Linked DNA regions of Ovis aries: region 2 is linked to region 1. The links are chromatin contacts, called in public Hi-C maps. All regions are on one chromosome and are shown on one strand. The core of a region is the stretch at or near the end of the contact, and the rest is flanking DNA. Distances in the headings are between cores, read along the strand shown.

What was found. Hi-C and Micro-C count contacts between places; a contact is called where the count stands out from the background.
Region 2: a contact with region 1 is called in a Hi-C map of tail adipose tissue, with 4 times the contacts expected there. The contact joins the promoter of TTLL11 here to the promoter of PDCL in region 1. A contact is called at or near these places in 2 of 16 Hi-C or Micro-C datasets (both in tail adipose tissue).

The regions. Positions count from the first base shown.
Region 1 is chr3:12,890,373-12,894,103 of ARS-UI_Ramb_v3.0, reverse strand. PDCL (phosducin like) reads right to left here and starts at 1,354. Exons shown (of 4, transcript XM_042245737.2): 1 at 1,162-1,354.
Region 2 is chr3:13,788,302-13,792,086 of ARS-UI_Ramb_v3.0, reverse strand. It overlaps TTLL11 (tubulin tyrosine ligase like 11), which reads right to left and starts at 1,731. Exons shown (of 9, transcript XM_027966476.3): 1 at 1,136-1,731. The coding sequence starts at 1,564.

The sequences.
Region 1 (3,731 bases), core at 105-2,604:
ACAAGATTTAATAATTCCCCGGTGTTTAAGTTTCCTAAGGTGGCTGCGTCGGCAAAGAGACCACCTGCAATGCAGAAGACGCCCGTTCCAGATCGCTGGGTCAGGAAGACCCTCTGCAGAAGGAATCAGCAACCCATTCCGGCATTCCTGCCTGGGAAATCCCACGGACTAAGGAGCCTGGTGGACTGCCGTCTATGGGGTCGCACAGAGTCGGACACGACTGAAGCGACTGAGCAGACTGAGCAAGGAGCCTGGAGCGCCACAATCTATAGGATCGCAAGAGTTGCACACGACTTAGCGACTAAACCACCACACCACCAGTGTTTAAAGGACCATGGTGAGAGCCAAGCTTCTGCATCAGAAGAAGCCTGGGACATCTGGGGAGAAAGGTACAGCTTAGTCCCTCACAGATCTGCCTAAGGATCTCACCAGGAGGGGCTGTAACTCCAGCATGCCTTCCTTTAAATACTGCAATATCATGCTTCCTAGATTACAGGCATCCACGCCCCTGTTAAGACTCCATAACAAAGTGACTTCTCCCACCGGGCAGGGAGGTCTTGAAAACAAGAGATCGCCAATGCCCAGCACGAGGCCTCTGCACAATTTGCCAAGTTCACAGAGACAGCCCGGATCTGTGGGGATATCCAGGGACCCGGGCAGCCAGACGAAGTTGGGGAGGAGGTGTGCAGAGTGGCAGGGCTAAGAAAAAACGATGCAGGAACAAAGCCGGGATCGGGGGGCGGTGAGAGAAATGGGACCAAACATAACTTAAAGAGGCAGAGGGGCCCAGGCGGTGCAAGGTGAAAAGACAAGAGACTGGGCAGGGATGCATACACGGTGAGGGCGGTGTCTTGGATAGGCGGCGGCAAATGCAGTGCCAGCGAAGGGGATGGGGAGGAGGCGGGGCCTTTAAGAGGAGGGGCCGAAGGCGGGGCCCGCGGGTCTCACGGAGGAGGCGGGGCCTTTCGGGGGAAGTAGTCGAGGGCGGGGCCCGCAGAAGGGCGGCAGAGAGGCGCGGAACCTCGGGGGATCCCGAGGAAGGTGGGCCAGCGGAGGGAGCCAGGAAACGGCAAAGACCCTGGGGGTCCAGGGGCCGCGCCAACCGGGCTATCTCGTCCAGGCTTGCCGACCACCTGTACTTTGCCACCTCCCACCTCATACCCTATCCTCGCCGCTTCTTCCCGGCTGACCTCAGTACAGTTCCCCGGCCTCGTTCAGTCCGATCCTTCAGGCTGGCACTTGGGGAAGAAGGGTAGCGCTCGGCTGGAGGAAAAGAAGTGGTCCGGCACCTTGAGCACGAAGAGAAAAGCCGCCTGAGTCCCGACTGCGCGGACCAATGGGGCAGCCTTTCTGCGTCAGCGCGGACGCACGCTGCCCAATTAGAGGAAGCGCATCCTGGCCGGCCTAGCTGGAAGCTACGGATCCTACTTTAGGACAAACTTCTCGACAAAAGTAATACTCTTCTATTTGCTTTATTTTTGTTTTAATTTGAACGAAAGGCCACTTTAGATATGCCCAGCTTTGCGCAGTAAGAACAATTTCGTTGTCTTTGACGTGTCCGAAAACATTCCACGTGTATTTTTATTGATTGTTAATCATATCACGTCTAGTAAGACAGAAGAAAGGCTTGGATTTTAATTTTGCCCAAGAACACACAGCCACTTTGGATTAAAAGAAGAAAGTCAAGTCCGAGACAACTAAACGCAAAGTGAAATCCTGTATTGGATTCCGGAACAGAAAAAGGACTTGAATGAGACAGTGGATGAAATTTGAATAAAGTGTATCAAGAAACAATAGTATGGTTATCAATAGTTCTGATAATTGAGCTACAGTTATGTAAGATGTAAACTTAAAGGAATTCTGGGAGAACAGTATAGGGGAACTATACTTTTTGGAAACGTAAAATGATTTCAGATTCTGAGCTGTTATTGAGGCATCGAATACACAGCATGAAGTAGCTCCTAGAAAGCTTTGTGTAAATTGAATCATTCGAAATATACTAAAACAGTACACTGTTTAAAATATAGGTAAGTTTTATTTCTCTAAAATTTGAGAGATTCTTTATTTGTGATTCTAAACCACCTGCATTTGTCTGCAAATTTGTATATGCGCATGTTTTTCTAAGCAGCTGTTTGTCCAGGCTATTAAGAGTCAAAACGCCCATCCCCAAATTTAGGAAAAGTTCATATAAAGAGATCCTATGGTAACTTTTTGTATTTTTGTTTGCAGAGTGAATAGTCTTACTGTAATCAGATTTTGTGAACAGCCAACTTAAATATGCTTGTGATCTGCTTTAAGTGACAAGCCAGGAACTTCCCTGGTGGTTCAGTAATTAAGACTCTGCATTCCCAATGCAGGGGACCCCTGGTTCCTTCTCTAGTCAGTTAACTAAGATCGCACACTTTGCTTAGTGGCGAAAATAATAATAATAAAAATTTTAAAGTAAGTGACAAGCCAGCACCCAGCAATAGTCTCTATATAGGATAGTCCGCCAAAATATTTGTTAAATACTAGATAAATGCTTGGGCTTCCTTCATAGCTCAGTCAGTAAAAAAATCTGCCTGCAATGCAGGAGACCCAGGTTTGATTCCTGGGTTGGGAAGATCCCCTAGAGAAGGAAGTGGCAATCCACTCCAGTATTCTTGCTTGGAAAATCCCATGGACAGAGGAGCCTGATGGGCTACAGTCCACGGGGTGGCAAGAGTCAGACACGACTTAGCGGCTAAACCACCACCTGATAAATGCTTTGCTTTTTTTTTCCCTCTCACATCTCCCTGAAGCACTGGTCTTCTTCATGCACGGAGGCTCCTTTTCCTTCAAAATTCACTTTCAGTTTAAGGCTGCAAGTCTTGAGGGGGCCTTCAGAGCTGCTCAACAATCCTAGTTGCCCTGGGCAGACTATTCCCCTACCCTCTAAGCAAAGCAGTTCACGCCTGGTCTTTCACATCTTCGACACTCTTCCCCTGTCCTGGCTTATTACCTTATGACCTCAATTCTTATTTCAAGTGAGAAACAGAAGCAATCAGTACAGAGGTATACCCTCAAAATGTACCAACAACCCCCTGCATTGGATCTATGAAATGAATCACCAATGGAGTAGATTCTGCTCCTCCAGCCTAGAAAAGGAATCTTCTGCAGGTTCTTCCCCTCCCCTGTGTATTCAGGCTTTCTTTCTGTTTTTCTAGTTTTCATCTCTAAAAGAAAATCCTCTCAGATACCATTTTCCACTGTTCAGATTGTTAAAAATCAAAAAAGTTTGATAGCACTCAGTGAGACTGTGGGGAATACATGGCTGATAGGAGTGTAAGTTGATACAACTCTTACAGATGGCAATTGAGAAATATTTATCAATGTGCCTTTAGCATATGCAATCCCACTCCAGAAAGTTTATCCTATCGATATAGTTGAATTTATGTATTGTTTCCTTAAAAAAAAAAAAAAAAAGGAAATTGGAGAACATTATGTATGTATTAGTTTCTTGCCTTTTGCAATAAAAATAGGGACAAATAATACCATTTTCTTATGTGTGCAGGAAGAAAAGCATCAAAGAAAATACAAGAAATAATTCAAATGGGAATCAGGAGTGGGAGGGAGACTTTTTATATATAATGTTTTATTTGTAATTTTTAATCATCTGAAAGTATTATCTATTATGTTCCAAAACTTAATGTTTTTTTGAAAATCAACCCTCACTTTCCTCCTTCACCATGCCTCTCCAACCACATTTCATT
Region 2 (3,785 bases), core at 482-2,981, 900 kb before region 1:
GACTCCTACTGCTGGGACAGCAACCCTCTGACCTCATTAATTCTGTCTGTGTCCATCTCTCTGTATGTTCCAACTTCATTATACCATTCCTGAAAGTCTTCTCTAGCCAAGGCCCAGGGCTGCTAAGGTCCTGCATCCTCGTGTTGCCTGTTACAGATTCTGTTCCACCAGCAGACCACATGGGTCCAAGCCTCCAGATTCGACTACCCTAAACCACATCCTGACACTCCCCAAAGCACATTAAATAACATTAGGCACTGCAAATAGAGTCACATCCACTCAGTCAACTACAACAGATTATCTCTGGATGTCACTGGTGCTTCATCCCAGCCCCTTCCAGATCTAAAATAAGTTCAAGGACAAATAATCCATTCCTTCACTCACCCTTTTGCCCACCAGTTCCTGAGGCCTGTTTATATGCCAAGCCTTGGGACATAAAAACCCCAGCACCTACACTGTTGACAATGATACTGATGGGGATGTGATGGTGATGGTGGAAAAGGGAGAGGAGTGCGTGGTAAGATGAGTTCCCATTTATTGCAGACTTGGGTTATATTCTAATACACAGTGAGTCTTCCAATACTAAGAAAACTATGAGATAGGTACATTTGGCCTGACTTTACAGAGGAAGAAATAGGCTAAAGAAGTGAAGCAAGTTGCTCAGGGTCACACAGCTAAGTGACATGATGCTGAGACCCTAGTCTATCTGCCTCCAAAGTACAAACGGTTCGATTTCCGCAAGGGGCCACCCAGTAAATGCTAAACAAATAAAACTTAAGGAAGAAATGAAAGAGAGAGAGGATCGATGGCTTCCGGGACTCACAGCTGCCGGAGGAGACAGACATATAAACAAATATCTATAATGTGGGGGAGGCGAGTGCTGATGGCTGGAGATCATGGAGCCAAAGGTAGCTGCAGGGAAGCTAGAGGAAAGACAGACTAACTCGACCTGGAGGGATCTAGAGCAGTCTTGAGGAAGTGACTTGGGGCCTAGGCTTTGAAGGAGAAGCAGTTAGAGGCTGACAAGCGTGGCACACAGCAGGAGCTTGGCCCTGAGACCTGGCCTGAGCCAGCAGGCTCCTCTGAGGTCTTCCAGTCCACCCCCCTGTGCCCACGCGGCCGGGCCGGGCCTCACCTCCTTCCACTTGAGCTGGCGGATGCTGATCTTCAGGGCGTCCAGGGAGGTCCTGGCCTTGGAGCTGTCCACGGTGACCGGCCGCAGAGAGCAGTACTCGTCGGGCTGTCCCGAGCTCCGCTTGCAACTGCGGCCCTTGATCCTAGACTTCCCGTGCGGGCAAAGGCCAGACACCGGCTCCGGCTTCGCCAGGGACACGGGCAGCGTGGGCGGAGGCCGCGGGGGAATGCGGGCGTCACCTTCCTCGGCCGCGCAGGGTGGCGCCGGGGCCGGCTCCTTGGGCTGCTCCTCCCCCGCCTTGCGCTCCGGTTCCCCGGCCGCGCCGGGGTCCACGCGGACCTGCTCCTTCGCCGCCTGCGCTTTGGTCGCGGCCACGGCCTCCGCCTCCCACCAGGCCGCCAGCTCCCTCTCGGGGCTGCCCCGCAGCATGGCCCTCAGGGCTGGTGCCAACGCCAGTGACGGAGCCGCCGCCGCCGCCGCTCCGCCGCCCCGGCCCCCGACCAAACTGCCGTCGCTGCCACCGCTGCCGCGCGCTCCCCTCCCGAGCCGGTTGCCATGATCGCTCAGGCTCCGGTTGACAAGGGCAGTCGCCCACTGGACGGGGCCCGAGAAGGGACAATCGCCGTCACAGGCCCGGCGACCTCATAGGCGAGGCTGCTCACGTGGTCAGGCCTGTCACAGAGGCGGCGGCGGACATTTTGGAAGAGGGCGGAAGCTGCCTCGGCCCGCCTACTGGGAGAACATGCTGAGTAGCTGAGCTCGCAGAACTTGGAGCCGGCAGGCTGGAGGTGAGCTTGAGGATGGAACAGCTATCGGAGCTTGCAGGGCTTCTGAGCCCCGGGACTGGGCCGGAGAGACGATAGTTTCAAACAGGAAACCCACTTTCCTCCACTCCACGCGCACTCACTGGGATAACTCCTGATCCGATGGAGGAGGCACAACCTCATCCATTCTAGGCACTTACACCCTCAGAAAGAATCTCAGCCTGATGATGGAGATAGCAAGTCCAGACCCTCAAGGAGCGGCTGCTCGTTTGAGGAAATCGCTTTCTCGTCCTGGGAGAGCCGCAAGACTGAGAGGGGGGACACCTTTCCCTGTTGGGAGCTCGTAAAGGAATGGGGTAGCCATGGGAAACTGCAGATTCACGGTTTAGTTGAGGACATCAACCAGCCCCTTTTCATATTATGTCATTAAGAAAGAAATTTGGTATCAATAAAATACACAAAAATGTGTCATTTTAACCATTTTTTTTAGGTATAGCCAAGGGAGAAGGCAATGACACCCCACTCCAGAACTCTTGCCTGGAAAATCCCATAGATGTAGGAGCCTGGTAGGCTGCAGTCCATGGGATCGCAAAGAGTCGGACACGACTGAGCGACTTCGCTTTCACTTTTCACTTTCATGCATTGGAGAAGGAAATTGCAACCCACTCCGGTGTTCTTGCCTGGAGAATCCCAGGGACGGGGGAGCCTGGTGGGCTGCCGTCTATGGGGTCGCACAGAGTCGGACACGACTGAAGCGACTTAGCAGCAGCAGCAGCCGCAGCAAGGGCGTTAACACAGCCACATTGTGCAAACATCACCATTTATCTTCTGAACTTTTTCATCTTCTCCAACTGAAACTTTGTACCCATTAAACTCACTGTACCCATTTACTCACAGCCCCCGGACCTCCATTCTCCTGTCTATATGAAATTGCCTCATATAAGTGGAATCATCCAACATTTATCCCTTCGTGCCTAGCTTATTCACTCAGCATAATGCCTTTGGGGTTCATCCGTGTTGTAATATTATTAGAATTGCGTGCCTTTGTAAGGCAGAATAGTGTTCCATTGTATGGATAGACCGCATTGTGTTTATCCATTCATCCGACAGTGGGCATTTGGCTTGTTTCCACGTGTTGTCTATTGTGAACGATGCTGATATGGACATGAATACACAAATACCTATTCCACTCCCTGCACTCAATTCTTTTGGGGTTACCCTGTATTTTTAAAGCCAATCCAAGGAGAGGGCTTTCCCGTCTTGCCTCAGGGAACCACATTTCAGTTTTTTCAGGGAATGTGGCTGGGAAGGGATAGCACCTCATACTGAGGACAGTGGCTGTGGCAGCCCTCACTGGTAGCCACACTTTCCAAATGAAATAATGATACAAGAGAGGAAAAGCAGAGGAATCACAAGGAAGTATACAATTCAGTGCCAAATGAGCCAAAGAGTTTAAAAAAAAAATTAGGAATTCAAAGAATGGAGAATTTACTATGAATTAGAAAGTTAGAGAAAACTTCATATAAGAGAGGGAATATAAACTGAGTCTTCAAGATAGAATCGGGTGGATGGAAAGGGATTTCCTTGTTGGTCCAGTGGCTAAGACTCAATGCTCCTGATGCTGGGAGCCCGGGTTTGATCCCTGGTCAGGTAATTAGATCCCACATGCCATAACAAAGATCAGAGTTCCTGCACATCATAACTAAGACCCAGAGTCAAACAAATAGATACATAAATAAAAAGAAAGCAGGTGGGGTAGTCATTCCAGAGGCTGTGGACAGGGCAACCTGTACAGTCATGCAGATGACCCGGGGGCCTCAAGGGAGCTGAAATGCAACTTGCTCTCTGCCCACCAAGCCTCACACATTGAGGCTTTGTTCCGCAGA